Regions from separate parts of the Pan troglodytes genome. Here region 2 is linked to region 1. The links are chromatin contacts, called in public HiChIP or PLAC-seq maps. All regions are on one chromosome and are shown on one strand. The core of a region is the stretch at or near the end of the contact, and the rest is flanking DNA. Distances in the headings are between cores, read along the strand shown. Region 1 holds the start of SUMO3 (small ubiquitin like modifier 3). Region 2 holds the start of PTTG1IP (PTTG1 interacting protein).

Region 1 (7,734 bases), core at 1,312-3,811:
TACAGGCACGCACAACCACACCCAGCTAATTTTTGTATTTTTAGTAGAGATGGGGTTTCACCATGTTGCTCAGGCTGGTCTCAAACTCCTGACCTCAGGTGATCCGCCTGCCTCAGCCTCCCAAAGTGCTGGGATTACAAGCGTGAGCCACCGTGCCTGGCCTCAGAGATATGTTCTCCAATTCTGTCTTTGATTTTGTCCTGGTTTCCTTTTCTCCACCTTCTCCTGCAGCTCCTGTCAGGTGGACGTAGCCCTTCCTGTACTGATGCCCGGTGTCTCGGCCTTCCAACCTTCCCTCTCTCTTTTCTTTTTTTTTGAAATGGAGTCTCACCCTGTTGCCCAGGCTGGAGTGCAATGGCACGATCTTAGCTCACTGCAACCTCTGCCTCCTGGGTTTAAGCGATTCTCCTGCCTCAGCCTCCCAAGCAGCTGGGATTACAGGCATGCACCACCAGGCCCGGCTAATTTTTTTGTGGAGACGGGGTTTCCCCATGTTGACCAGGCTGGTCTCGAACTCCTGACCTTGTAATCCACCAGCCTCAGCATCCCAAAGTGCTGGGATTACAGGCATGAGCCACCCAGCCCAGCCCTGACCTTTCCTCTCTTAACTTCTCCATCATGGGAGAGTCCTGTGACTTTGTCTCGCAGTTCTTTGCGTCCTCAGCCAGGACCCCTCTCCTAGTCACATGTGGGTCGAGCTTTCATGTCAGCAATGCTGTTACTCATTTGCCAGTTCCCTGCCTTCTCATGAGTCTTCTTGTTGGGACCATCGCCAGGTGTGGCGACCCTCCGGAGGGGCTCTGGCCATTTGGGTTCTTTACCCTGTGCTCGTGGTAGGCCACGGTTTCTCCTGAGCTCTGGTTCCTCCGTCCATTCGATCCCCTTTGGCTGTGTCCTTCAGAAACCTCTTGGCGTTCGGTCCACCAGCGGTGTCCTCTGTGTCCCCACAGCTGCGACAGAGCCTTTTTGCATCTTTGCTGTCACATGAAGGATTCGGGGCAGGTCACAGTGTGGGAGACAGACACAGCATGAATTGAATTCAGACCACCATTGTCTTATAGCCTGGCTTTTTAAAACCTAATGTCATCTGAGCCTCTTTTTCCCTTATCCATGACTGTAGTCACGCATCACTTCGTGACACAGCAACTGGCTTAATTTCGAGCGGTAACACATTTGGGTTCTGTGTCTCATGATTTCTAAGCTGCGTGTTTCTCACTTCCACAACACTGAAGCGGGCTGCCGTCATCCACAGCCTGCCGGAGTTTAGTGTGTCTGTGCTACCTACGGTCGTGTTGTTTTATGATTAACGGTGTCTTGGAGTCGATAACTCTCTGAACCCTGCCTGCCCTAGGGCACTTCCAGGGCCAGCCATCTGTGGGCTCTGAGGCGCCACGTCCCCTCGGAAGGGGCTGGTTGCGGAGCCCCCTCCCAGGAGTCTGAGCTGGCCACCCACCTCCACATCCTCTGCTGAGGCCCTGGGCTCCACGTTCCAGAAGGAAGGGACCACACCTTATGACCTGCCTGGGACTGGGGCTGACTCTCAGACCCTCTCCCCGAAAGACTTCAGCAGCTTTCCCCTCCTAAGTGGGGGCTCTAGCCAAGAAAGTGAATTTTTGAGTAGAGGACGGTTTGTGAAGTTAAGGTCCATGAAGACTTGTCTCCATGGCTTTGCGACGTTGCTCAGTTGGCTGAGCCTTTCCCAGGCAGGACAGAAACGGCTCAGACGCTTAGGTTCAAATCCAGGCCCTGCCATTTCCCAGCTGAGCCTGTGAAGTGCGGCCTCCCCCGCCTTCGGCCGGGCTCACCATCAGATGAGACCTCCGCCACGCCCCGGCTGGCACCACCCTGGCACTCCTGAGGGACGCAGGGGTGTCCGCCCTCAGGTCCGTTCCATCCGAGGCCCTGGGATCACAGACATGGAGGCCGGGGCGGGCCAGGCACCCCAGGAATGGCGCCCGCAAGTCCGGGGAGGCCGTCCTGACGGCCCAGCGCGTTTCCCGCGTCCACGCGGTCCCCGTTCCGCCGGCACTGGCGGCGTCCAGCCTGGGTTTGCCCGCGCTCGCCGATGTGGCGGCCTGGCCAAGCTCGGCGCCGCTCACCAGCGCTGACCTGGGGGTGGTTTGACCTCCCAGTGCCTCAGTTTCTTCACAGGTAAAACGGGTCTTCTTGAGGACGGGTGTGGAGGGCCCGGGGCAGCCCCGTAGGAGCGCTGGCCAAAGGAGCCCGGCCTGGGGCCGACAGGAAACCGCGGCTGCGAGGAGGCGGGTGGCGCCCCCAATCGTCTAGGGTGCTGGCCCGATTCGCGCGGCCCCCGCGGACGGGACCCCGCGGGCCGCCTTCTCCGCTCTGTCCGCGGCTCCTGAGAGGGAACGTCACCCCCAGCGTCCTCCCTCCTCCGCCCCAGGTCCCTGCGGCCATGGGCGGCGGTCCCGGCCTCACTTCCCGGCGCCCCAGGAACGCGGCCCCAGGAAAGGAGTCGGGGCCCGGGCGACGCGGGGAGGCGGGCAGGGGTCCCCAGGGCCCGGGCTCCCCGTAAACGCTCCTGGCCCGCGCCCCACAGCGCCCTAGGGCGTCCGCGCCCGCCGGGGTCGCGCGGGACCCGCCCCGTGACGCATCTCCAACCGCCCAGAGCCGCGGCCCGGCCTGCGCGCGCCCGACGCCCCGGGGAGCGCGCATCGTGCACGCGCACAGCCACGTGACCCCGTGCCGGCCAACGGGTGCGCCGGGATTTGGGGGATAAAGCGCGGCCCCGCGCACAGTTGCGGCGGGAGAGCGGCGGGGCCGAGAGCGTGACTCGCCCGCTCCGCGCTGCTTCCCCCGCGCCGCCTGCCCGCGCCGCTCGCGCAGCCATGTCCGAGGAGAAGCCCAAGGTAAGCGCGGCGACCCCGCCTGCACGCGCGTCTATCGCTGGCGTCCCGGGCACCTCCGCCGCCGCGCGCCGCTCCTGCGGCCCTAGGAGACGGCGGCGCCCACGGGGACCCGCGCCCAGGCCTGCGGCGCCGCCCGCGCCCCCGCCCCTCCCCCGCTCCCGTCCGGCCGCGCCGCTCCCCTCCCCCGCCCGGCGGCGCTCGGCGGCGCGCCCCGCCCCCAGCCCGGCTCCGCCCCCACCCCGACTCCGCCCCGCGTCCCGCCCCTGACAGGCTCCGCCCCTTCCCGCCCTCTAGAGCCCCGCCCCTAAGTGGGCCCGCCCAAGGTGCGCCCCCTCTCCCCCAGCGAAGCGCGCTGTGCCGCGAGCTCCGCCCCCTCGGGGCCTGGCCGCGCCTCCTTGAGCGCCGGGTGTCCGGCCCCGCGCTGCTGCTCCTGCAGAGCGCGGCGCCCTCGGATCCCGCCCCAGCAGTGTCCCCGAAGCGTCTTTGCGTGCTCCTCTCCTGAGTCATTGCTGGTTGGGGTCGCCCTCTCCCCCGGCATCGCCCTGGGTGCGGGGTCCTGTGTCGAGTGCACGGAGTCGGCTCAGGAACAAGCGTCTGTGGTTACCCCCGAGGGGCGCGCTCTGAGGGGTCTGGCCCCTGTGAGGAGCACTGCCGTCCTTCCAGGGCGCCCATCGCGACCCCGGTATTCACCCACTTCTCCGCATCGCGTCCCGGCCATCGCGTCCCCCAGTGTGCGCCCAACCCTCTCCTTCGTGTCTCCCCAATCGTGCCCTCAGTGTGCACCCACTCCCACCCATCGCGCCCCGTGTGCACCCACCGCCTCCATCGCGTCCCCCGGTGTGCGCCCACCCCTCCCCATCGCGCCCCCCGGTGTGCGCCCACGCCTCCCCATCACGCCCCCCATGGTGTGTGCTCACTCCTCCCCATCATGCCACCTGGTGTGCGCCCACCCGTCCCCATCATCGCGTCCCTGGTGTGCGCCCCCCCCTCCCTATTGCGTCGCTCTCTCCATCACACCCCCAGTGTGTGCTCACCCCTCCCCGTCGCGTCCCCCAGTGTGCGCCCACCCCTATCCATCGCGTCCCCCTTTCCATCACACCCCCAGTGTGCGCCCACCCCTCCCCATCACCCCCTCCACGATGTGCGCCCACCCCTCCCCATCACGCCCCCTATAGTGTGTGCCCACCCCTCCCTATCACGCCCCACGGTGTGCGCCCACTTCTCTGAATTGCGCCTCCCCCACCATGCGCGCCCACCCCTCCTTATCCAGCCTTGGGTGGGCTTTAGTCTCCCCCATTGCCACGCTGGGGTGTGCCTCCCTCCAGTCTCAGTCCTGGGGTATGCACCCTGCATTCAGGTGCACTGGCCATTCCTTCTAGGGAGGGTCTGTAGTCGCGTTCTCCAGTGTTCATAAAAAGAGAACCTTTCCGAAGCCCTTAGTGTGCACTGTCGGCCTCTATGTTACACCCCAGTGGAAGATGACTAGAGCTGAAGGCTCTGTAAAGAGGCTGTCTCTGATACTGGCCTGGTCCTGGAGGTGACCACCCTCCCTTTACAGATGAGAGTGGAGGCTCAGTGCCAGACACTGGCGGGAAGTGGGATGGAACCGTCAGGAACCATGGTCGCGGCCTCTATGGAAGTCTGCACTCTGCTTGCTGTGGTCAGACTCCAGGGAAACCTGCCCTATCCAGATGGCATTTGGGGTGACCTTTGCTTTTTACATTTTGACTCCAGTGAAGTCAAAGTTCTCCCACTCTGGGGTTGTTTGACTATTTAAATACTTGTTAAAACTAGGCCAAATATAAATGTCCTTTATGCTTTTGTAGGTGGCTTCCTCTTAATGAAGAGTAAGTGTAATAAAATACATATGATATTAATTTTCTCAGCAGTATTTACACTTAGCTCTGCCATGTGGTCAATCTCAGGCTCCAATTCCGTTGAAAACACTTGTTTAATTCCAGAATGACTGAGTGGCTGCCACCTCACAGGCCCCGCTTCTGGTGGGTCCCCTCTGAGCCCATGTGGGAGCAGCTCTGCCCTCTGGGGCTCTGACGAAGGGGAAGAAGTGGACTCTGGGGCCCGGTGGTGCTGGAAAGAAGAGCTTTTAGGTCAGGCAGGAGAATGGTTCTGACTTCCCTGGATAGCTGAGGTGGAGGATTGACTGTAGCAAACTGAGGCCCATGTTTTTAGGGCTTCACTTTTTAACTCACGAGTTCACTTGCTTATTAGGAATTCACCAGGGGTCTGGGACAGATCGTCATTCCTGGTGTCCATCTGTTTGGAGCAGAGGCACTGTGGCCGGCCCTGCCCTGCCCCAGCCTCTCCCGGGGCTGCAGCCATTCCCCCCGGGGCTGCAGCCATTACCCTGTGGGGGACGTCTGGGCCCTGCATCTGTGCCTTTGAACACACTCATACCTTCCTTCCCTAAAGAAGCCAGTGCATCCTCATGCTTGGGGAAGTGAAGGGGGCTCATGCAGGGGTCCCCACTTCCATCCTGCCTGGAGCTGTTTGCATGCTCTTCCTTCCTAGGCCAGTTGTCCCTGTGCTGGAGGCCACATTCGGGATGGGGAGATGGGGGTGTGCCAGCTCACCACTCAGGCTGCCGCCAAGCCACTGGCATCCCGGGAGTGGGCAGGGGTGTCTGGCCCAAGACTGGAGTCAGGGGGTGAGTGCCGCCCCAGGACACGCACCTTCAGGCTCGCAGCTGGAGCCCCTCACTGCCAAGGCCCCTTGCAGGCCACTCTAGCTCCCTTGACAGAGCACCATACCTCCCCAGAGTCTCCCCAGGGTGCATACCCCAGGGAACCAAGCATGGGTGCAGTCCCTGGGTTCACCCTCAGGCGAGCCTTCTACATCCCACTCCCTGTATTTAGGCAACGCTGGGACAGTTGTCCCTCTCCCAGCCAGGGAAGGAAAGGAGAAGTGGAGAGAACAGGCGTGTGATGTACAGTGCTCCCTGAGGGCAGCAGCTCAGCATGGGGTGAAAGGGTACCAGGACGCCCCAGACTTGACTTTCAGAGTGAGCTGGAGGGCCCTGCCTCATTGCTTCACTCACAAACGACTTTATCCCAGCAGTGCAGGCCGGCAGAGGGGTGCCCCACTTTTCGGCTCAGAGTGAGCTGCCCCGAAGTTGGCTCCCAGTCTCTTGACGTCAGCTTTTTGCCTCAACTCAAAATGCATTTTCAGGCAACAAGACACCCCGATTGTGCCATTGTTGAGTAGCTTCAAGTATGGCATGAATTAAAAAATAAAATAGTACCACCTACTGCCGCTCAGATAGGACAGTTTGAAACCAGAAAGTACTCGGAGGTGGCTTCCCTCACATTTGCCAATGTCAGGGCAGCGAGAAGGAGCCTGGCTGCCTGCTGTGGGGAGTGGCCGTCCTCAGTTGGATTCTCGAAATCACCACTTGAATGTCCCATAGGGTTCCTCTGAGTCACAAATGTTTTCTTCTGTTTTTGGTTTCTTTTACTAGTGCTGTATAGCTGCATGACTTTTGGATATGTGTTTTTACTGGTTTCATAAGAATTTTTTAAAAAAGAGATGGGGTCTTGCTCTGTTGCCCAGGCTGGTCTCAAACTCCTGGGCTTAAGCCATCCTCCCATGTCAACTCCCAAAGTACTGGGATAACAGGTGTGAGCCACTGTGCCCAGCCCACAAGAATAACTTTAAAATAAAGATGGATTTTCTCTTATTTTTCCCTAGACTTTGTTTTTTTCTTTGAATTAACAATGTCAGAGGACCCTAGACTTGCATTGTTTTACACATGGATGCTTAACAAGTGGAAGTTAAAAATAAATTCTGTGTAAAAATAAAACCATCACGAGTGACTCTGAATTGCTGGAGAATTTTAAGAATTAGGTTGGTTTTGATGACTTTAAAAAGCCAACAATTACCTAAAGACTTGCTCTTTCAAGTCGCGGTTATTTTGAGACACAGTTTTGAGGCCAGTCTCTGGTGTCTTCTGCAGGAGGGTGTGAAGACAGAGAATGATCACATCAACCTGAAGGTGGCCGGGCAGGACGGCTCCGTGGTGCAGTTCAAGATCAAGAGGCACACGCCGCTGAGCAAGCTGATGAAGGCCTACTGCGAGAGGCAGGTGCGGCACCTTGCTTCCCCGCAGGGCCTCCCCGTGTGCGCCCTGGTCCTGTGCGTTCCAGGCATCCCCAGAGCATGAGTGTCTCGGGGCTGGACCCAGATGCAGCTGCCCGAGGTGCCCTCTTCGTGGATGGGCAGGCGGGGGCTTGTGCTGTAAAATTAGTCCAGGCTGGGCTTGCCCCCCATGGCCTTTTATAAGGTGGAGGGACCTAGAGGCTCGGAGAAGTGTGGTGGGTTTTTCTTCCTGACAGGGCGGCTGCCCGGGGTGCTGTGTTCTCCATGGGGTACTAACATCTGTGAAGTCTGTGATGCTGAAGGCTCTTGGGGGCCCTGCTCAGGTCTGGCCATTCTGGGGCTGCAGGTGGCGTGTGCCCCATGCCGCTGTCACCCTGTCCTCGCGTATGAGCTGGCCTGACCCTGGAGAGACACTGCCCTCATCTGCGGTGTGGTTTTCCATTTTGTTAGGAAAGGCAAGAAAGCGCGTGATTCTTTCCCCTTCTTCCCCAGTTTCAGGATAATGAGCTGCCCCACTGGCAGTGCCCAGCTGGGTGGATGCCTTCTGGCTGCTGTTTGTGACGTGGTGTGTGTGTGTCTGTTGTTCTTGGTAATGCTGTGGTGGACTCACCCTGGGCCAGGGGGTCCCTCTCTAGGCCACTTTTATGGGCTTTGCCCACCAGCTGCTGCCTGGTGTGTTGAAGGCCCGGCCCTGCAGCCAGGTGCCCTTCCCCAGGGAGCCCTGCTTGCCTGAGTGGGACCTAGAGGCTGC
Region 2 (7,479 bases), core at 4,899-7,398, 56 kb before region 1:
GGAAGCTAAATGATGATACCAATGGAATACAGGATGAATCTGACAAGACTGTAGATGGGGAAGATTGGTGAGTGTGAAACAGTATGAAATATTTGACCTTGTGACCGGCATAACCCAAAGAACACTGTCCCAGCTGTCCCAGGGTATCACCTTCTGGTACAAGAGCCCATTTCGGGGGCTCAGTTTTCTTTGTTTTTGAGATGGAGTCTCACTCTGTCACCAAGGCTGGAGGGCAGTGGCACAATCTCGGCTCATTGCAACCTCTGCCTCCCGGGTTCAAGCAATTCTCCTGCCTCAGCCACCTGAGTAGCTGGGATTACAGGTGCGCCACCATGCCTGGCTAATTTTTATATTTTTAGTAGAGATGGGATTTCACCATGTTGGCCAGGCTGGTCTCGAACTCCTGATCTCAGGTGATCCACCTGCCTCGGCTTCCCAAAGTGGTGGGATTATAGGTGTGAGCCACCGCGCCCAGCCGAGGCTCAGATTTCTTCAGATGGGAGATGTGAATTCAAGGGTCGTCTTCTAATTTTATGGTGAAGGCTGGTCAGGAGTACCTGATAAGGTCCATAGCAGGTTGCAGAGACTTTTTTAAAAATGTCATTTCCAATAGACAAAATCTCCTGGTTGAAGTCTGCGGTCCTTGAAATTTTTGTTTCCCAGGAGCTCACTGTGAAAAGATTATTTTTGCCAATTATAATTTTTCATTAATTGTTTTGCAAGGGCACTGCAATAGCTGAATATGTCTCCCTTTAATATCATAGACGTACAGTTTCTTGGAGATAATTTCATGGGTCTGCCTAATTTTTAGCAGAGATAACTGGTGTTTACCTAAAGGGGTCGACCTCTGATTAAGCAGAACCAGTAGAAGAACTTCTGACCAAGGAATTTGAAAAGCCTTGGTTAATTTTGCCAATTGAGTTTTGATTATTCCATTGGTGCATTTCACTAACCCAGATGACTGGGCGTGGTAAGCGCAATGGAAATGCTGGAGGATGGGCCAAAGTTTACATACTGATTGGATCATCCGTCCAGCGAAGTGAGTTCCTCTATGGCTACAAGTTCCAGAGGAACTTCCCAGATTGCAATACCTTTTTCTACAGCAATTTTACTCACTGCTAAGGCAGTGCTCTTCTGCATGGAAATGCCTCTGCCCAGTGAGAAAACACGTAAATTGTTACCAGAACATGTTTGTATGTTTCTGAGGGTGGCAACAGCATGGCATCTAACGGTCATACCTCACAAGGGCCTCGGGTAAAAGGAAATGTCCTTATAATGGTTTTCCTGGATTATATTTTAGGGAACTGTGGCAATGATTGTCTGTTTCGATCTTTGTGTTTGTAGAAAGCAAAAAGTTCCTCTTCAAAGTTTCCCTTCTTGTTAAAGAGTAAATCATAAGTGTTAAAAATAATAGTGTCTTTTAAAAACTAACTTCCTTCAAGCCTCCTGGCTTTGTGCTAATAACTGCTTGTTAAGCCCTAGCCTGTGTAGCTGTTACACATGCTCACGGGCACGTAGTACATTCTATGTCCTTGAACCTTAACCAGGATATTTGTGCTGGACCTGCTCACGGGCACATTCCAGCTCGCAGCCTATGCCCCTTCCCTATTTGGCATAAGCAACTTCCTCTTTTCCTTTGTCTTTCCATTACTTTTACCTATTCAGAAAAGTTTTAAACTGTTAGCCAATCGGGTTTTAGTTTAGATTGTGAGGTCTGGCTCCAGCCAATGGAGACAGGACACAGTAGCAGGGCCAAACAGCGGCAGGGATGAAAATGGCTTCCCTCCTTTGTTCAGGTGTGCTCTCGCCATTGTTCCATCTGTGATGAGCACCCCTTCTGCAGAAAGTAAAAATGGCCTTGCTGAGAGAATTAAATTTATGTTCGAGTGCTGTTTCTTTGCAGCACTTGGGAACAAGCATTCTGTTTCTAAATAACAATTTTTACATATAACAGTGTTTTAGGAACCCCTAAAGCATCTCCACCACTTTCATGTATTATACAAATAATAGAATGGAAGGTTATAATTTGTATGCCCCAAAGGCGGAGCATTAGCAAGGTCACGTTTGATCATTTCAAATGTTGGTGGATTTTCTTCTGACGACTCTAAAGTCCTGGCATGTCCTGTTTTTAGAGAGCGTATAAGGACTGAGCTTTAAAGAAAAGTTTGGGATCCAATTTCTATAATATCCTGCCAGTCCTCCACATGCTTTTGTTTCTTGGTTGTTGGTGGTGGAAAGCTAAAATTCCTTTCAGTCTATCTAGATTAGTAGAAAGTCTTTCTTTAGATATTAAGTGGCCCAAGTACTTTGTTTTTTATAAAATTGAGGTTTTTCTTTAGGAATTTTATGTCCCCTTAGGGCTGTTGTAATGAATGTATCCCATCTTCTATAAAAGCTTGTTTATCTTCTGAGCAAAGGAGTAAACTGCCCATGTATTGTAATAAAAAAAGTTTTTTAAGAACAAGTCAAAAGACTGGGCCCAGTGCCTCGTGCCTGTAATTCCAACATTCTGGGAGGTTGCGGTGGGCGGATCACCTGGGGTTCAGAGTTCGAGACCAGCCTGACCAACATGGAGAAACTCCATCTCTACTAAAAATACGAAATTAGCCAGGCATGGTGGCGCATGCCTGTAATCTCAGCTACTCGGGAGACTGAGGTGGGAGAATTGCTTGAACCCAGGAGGCAGAGGTTGCAGTGAGCCAAGATAGCGCCATTGCACTCCAGCCTGGACAACAAGAGCGAAACTCCTTAAAAAAAAAAAAAAAAAAAGAACAAGTCAGTATGTAAGAGAACTGTCTTTGCATCAGTTGGGCTCTCAGTGTAGCCCTGAGCATGGCTGGCTGTGTGTATTGTCTGCCTTCCCAAGTAAAGGTAAAGAGAAATCAACACTTTCACCCACAGAACTACTGAAGGATGTGCTAATAAGTCCACTACACTAAAGGACTTTGATCGGGGTAGCCAAGAGGATTCTTCCAGTATCAGTGGAAGACTCTGACCATATTTGATCAAGTACTGCCTTTAGTAGGTTTTGTAATTCTTCATTATTCAATAATTCAGTGTCTTCTAGGGCAATTAGGGATCGCAATTGGGTTAGATTTTGAAACTTTTTTTATGTCTAGTAACTCAGCTTTCTCATCTAATTCTAAATACGTCTTCCCCCTTTGGGAGAAAGAAACGTGGGTATTATAATTCTAAGAAGTCTCCTTTTATAAGATGGCCGGCAGCTGATAGAACCAGAAGGAAAATGTGAGTCCCTTGTAAAGGACCTAGTTGAAAAGCTATAGGCTGAGATTTACATGCCGTTACAGGCGTATTAGTGACACCTACCCTTTGAACCTTTTTTTGACTCCAAGGAATGGAACCTTGTAACAAGACGGGATTTATTACAGAAAACATGGCTGCTCTATCAGCAAAAGCTTATGTCAGCAATGGGAACTTGTGTTAACTATTTTAAATAATTTTTATGGCCAGGTGTGGTGGCTCACGCCTGTAATCCCAGCACTTTGGGAGGCTGAGGCAGGTGGATCACAAGGTCAGGAGTTCAAGACCAGCCTGGCCAATATGGTGAAACCCCATCTCTACTAAAAATACAAAAATTAGCCGGGCGTGGTGGTGCGTGCCTGTGGTCTCAGCTGCTCGGGAGGCTGAGGCAGAGGAGTCGCTTGAACCTGGGAGGCGGAGGTTGCAGTGAGCCAAGATTGAGCCATTGCACTCCAGTCTGCGCAACAGAGCGAGACTCCGTCTCAAAAAAAAAAAAATTATTTTTCCCAAAGTAGAGGCAGGGTCACACACTTGGGTATTTAAATTCTCTGGAAAAACCAGTGGGGTCCTGGTGAGCATCAGGAAATTCCTTGATTATACTTTTAAGTTCTACCTTTGACCATAACTCATGAACTAGGGCACATAGTTGTCCCCTATGAGAGACACTGGCTGTTTGAGAAATGGCCCCAAAACAGGAGAAGGAGGAGGAAGAAAGGTGGGTGTGGGCGAGGTAATTCAGACAACAAAGGATAAAGAGAAGGAGCTGAGGGAGGAGGGGGACAAATTTCAGTAGTCTTTTTTAAATTCAGAAATTATTTTAGATAATTTTTGTTTTTCTCTCATAAATACCTTTATTAGAACTTCTTTTGGATGCTTCCAAATACCATAAAAAATAACTCTCCCAAAGATTCTGTTTTATCCTAGAGCCAGCGTTTTCCAATTGAGCAAACAAGTAAATTAGCTTGGTGTTCCAATGGTACCCGGCTTTGGTCACTGAAATGTTTTTTCTCAAGTTATGTGAGACCATTTTTCTAAATATGACGAGAGGTGGCGCCATAAGCACTGCACAGGAAACCAGCTGGAGTTTTCCAAAGATGGGTCCTTCCTGAAGGAGAAAGACTTGTTTTGGATGGACGATTGCCTATGAGTTCTCTTAAGTTTCAAAAGACTGTAAGGGAAAATCTGGTTACTCAAGAAGAAAGTTTAGACATGTCAGTTGAACTCAGCTCCAGAGCCTGGCCAGTTTTAAGGATTACAAATTTTGCTTAAGCCACGATTCGCTTCTTTTCAAAGAGAAACTGCTTTCCCCTTCTCCAAATTTGAAGGAGAAAAAAGGTTGCAAACTTTAGCAAGTAAGACGAACAAAACCTTAACCTCGAAGGATAGTGTAACCACACACCTGCAAACAGCTGACTCTTTGGAGAAATAACAAACGGAACTCTTGCCTTAAAACCAAGCCTCAACTCCAGCGCTATCAGGTGTGGACCTGGGTAGGCGGAACAGAGTCTGAACCTCAGCCCTGGGAGGCTGCCAGAGACCCCGGCCAGGTTCCCAGGCGGTCGGGTGAACCAAGGCCGCTCCGCGGGTGCCAGCGCTCCGAGTGCCAGAGAAGTGGCTCGGATCACAAGAGGCTGGCTTCGGGGCCATCTGCAGGCGCCCAAATCCCAACCTAAAATCACCACAGGGTCAGAATCTAATGTAAGGGGGTGTTATTCAAAGGCAGTTGGAGGCTGGCCCACCCGGAAACACCAGCTCCAGAGGAATGGAGTCCGCCCTCGGAAGCGGGGAGGGGAAGGGTGCCCTCGGGCAGGCAGAGGCGGAGGCTTTTAGCAGGACCGCGGCGTCCTTCCTACGAGGTGGGCGCAGTCCTAGCGTTTGATGGACGACGGGCAGTGCCTGCTTCAGGGAAGGGTGCGGCAGTCACGGTTTCCCGTCTTCTGGTCTCAGCAGTGCAGAAAACGGGAAGTTCATCTACAAGGGTCATGAACTAAGAAGGCAGGAGGTTTCTGTCCCCGGCACCGGCGAATCCCGGCCCCGAGAAAGGAACTACGGGCGCACGGAAGCGGGCGGCCCCGGCTCTCGCGGGGCTTAAAGCGCGCAGTGTGTTCGGGTTCACACCTCTAAATGTATTTTTGCCATTTCTTAAGTAGCCTTAAAAATGTCCGTCACTATTTAGTCCTTTTATCAACCGAGGGGCCCGGAAGGCCGCAGCGAGGGCGTCGGCGAGAAGCCGGGGAGGAGAAACGGCGCTTCTCTCGGGAGTTTAGGTGGCAGCTTCAGCAGCACACGTTTCAGCCCATTCTGGGGCCGTTTCTAGTGTGGTTAACGTACAAAAATAAACAAATCCCCTAAAAGTCCCACGCGGACATCGGCGGGAGCCCAGGGCCGGACGCCGCGGTGTGGAGCGAGGGCGCCGGCGCGGACTATGAGGGCCCACCGCGCCTCGTCCAGGGCTCACTTAAGAGCAGCGTGAGCAGCGCTTGGGGCCGCCGTCCGGGACGCCCGCAGCCCTTTAGGATGGAGGCCGCCGTGACCTCCGCTACCGAAAGCACCGCGCTCCCCTAGTCTCCTCAGCCGGTCGCCGTTCCCCGCCGCGCAGGCGCAGGAGCCGCGGCGAGCCCCTCGGTCACGCCTCGCCCCTCGGTCACGCCTCGCCCCTCGGTCACGCCTCGCCCCTCGGTCACGCCTCGCCCCTCGGTCACGCCTCGCCCCTCGGTCACGCCTCGCCCCTCGGTCACGCCTCGCCCCTCGGTCACGCCTCGCCCCTCGGTCACGCCTCGCCCCTCGGTCACGCCTCGCCTCGCCCATCCGCGCCGCGCAGGCGCACTGAGCCTCAGCCGCTCTCCTCGCTACCAGGCTCCTTTCCTCTATCGCGCAGGCGCACTGAACCTCAGCCCCGCCGGGAGGCGAGCCCGTTGGCGAGGGGGCGGGGCGGATGGCGAGGGAGCGGGGCGAGCTGCTTTTTGAGGCTGCGCACTCGCATGGCCCCGCCTCGCAGGTCCACTTCCGGCGCCGCGGCTGTTCCGGGCGGAGACCGCTTGTGCTAGAGTCGGAGTCGTAACGCTCCACTGACTGATAGAGCGACCGGCCGACCATGGCGCCCGGAGTGGCCCGCGGGCCGACGCCGTACTGGAGGTTGCGCCTCGGTGGCGCCGCGCTGCTCCTGCTGCTCATCCCGGTGGCCGCCGCGCAGGAGCCTCCCGGAGCTGGTGAGGGCGCCGGGGCGCGCGGGGCCGCGAAGGGGGCGGGGCGGCTGGTGAGTCCTGGTCGGGGTCGGGGTCGGGGTTTCGGCCAGGGCGCTGGGCTCGGCGGGCGGCCTGGGCCCACGGTCGCAGGCAGCGCCCCGACGGAGGCTCCTCGAGGGTCACGCCCGTTTGGCGGCCGCGGGAGCTGCCGTCGCGGCTGGGGCGCGGGCAGGGGAAGAGCCGTCTTTGTCTTTGTCTTTGTTTTGTCCAGTCGCTGCGGCCGCTCCTCGCGCGTGGCCGCGGGTTGGTCCTCGCCCGGCAGGCGGGACGCTTGGCACCTGCGGCCTCCCTTAGCCTCACTGCGACCCCAAACAGCACTCCTCGGGTTCGATCCCGAGCCGGGAAGCCGGCTCACGACGTGTTCGAGGTCGCACAGCTGGTCGGGGGCAGGCCGGGATGGCGGCCGCAGGCCCCTGCAGGGTGATGGGGGCCGCGGCCGGTGTGTCTCTACAGCCGCCGGCGTTCACGCCGCCACTCCCTCCCGGCCGCAGTTCCACGCACAGCAGCGAACGCTCGCACTTATCTTATGCCTTAGAAAGGAAGGCGTCCCCAAAACCAGGCTGTAGCATCTGATTTTGAAGCCAGCTGATTGCGGTTCTACGCTGTCCAGACGCGCAGGTGGCATTCTTCATCGTTTATCCCGTCTGCGCCAGGCCCTGCGGCCACAGTGGTGACCGACAGCCAGAGCTCCTATCCAAGAGGAGCTGAGTCCCCGGGAGGCTGACCAAGAAAGAAGCAGAGAGGGCGCGGGGGCTGGGGGAGGAAAGTGCGTGACAGGAGACTCAGAGTTCCAGAAACCGGGAGTGTTTATAGAGGGTGGCTTCCTGTGGGGCTGGGCCTGCAGGGCCTGGTGGGCTGCGGGAACATCCAGCAGGTTCTAAGCTGGAGAGTGTCATGGTTGGACCTGTTTCAGAATGTCATGCTGGCTTCCGTGTGTGGAGTTTCCAGGTGACCACTAGTGGTGGGGAATAGT

Evidence for each region. HiChIP or PLAC-seq counts read pairs in DNA pulled down with a chosen protein or histone mark.
Region 2: an H3K4me3 HiChIP or PLAC-seq map of stem cell-derived excitatory neurons shows a contact between it and region 1, with 2.7 times the contacts expected there. The contact joins the promoter of PTTG1IP here to the promoter of SUMO3 in region 1. A contact is called at or near these places in 1 of 7 Hi-C or Micro-C datasets (stem cell-derived neural progenitor cells) and 1 of 1 datasets of contacts at active chromatin or transcription factors (stem cell-derived excitatory neurons).

Annotation. Positions count from the first base shown.
Region 1 is chr22:45,458,508-45,466,241 of NHGRI_mPanTro3-v2.0_pri, reverse strand. SUMO3 (small ubiquitin like modifier 3) reads left to right here and starts at 2,561. Exons shown (of 4, transcript XM_024352427.3): 1 at 2,561-2,870; 2 at 6,841-6,969. The coding sequence starts at 2,850.
Region 2 is chr22:45,518,379-45,525,857 of NHGRI_mPanTro3-v2.0_pri, reverse strand. PTTG1IP (PTTG1 interacting protein) reads left to right here and starts at 6,148. Exons shown (of 6, transcript NM_001280216.1): 1 at 6,148-6,470. The coding sequence starts at 6,356.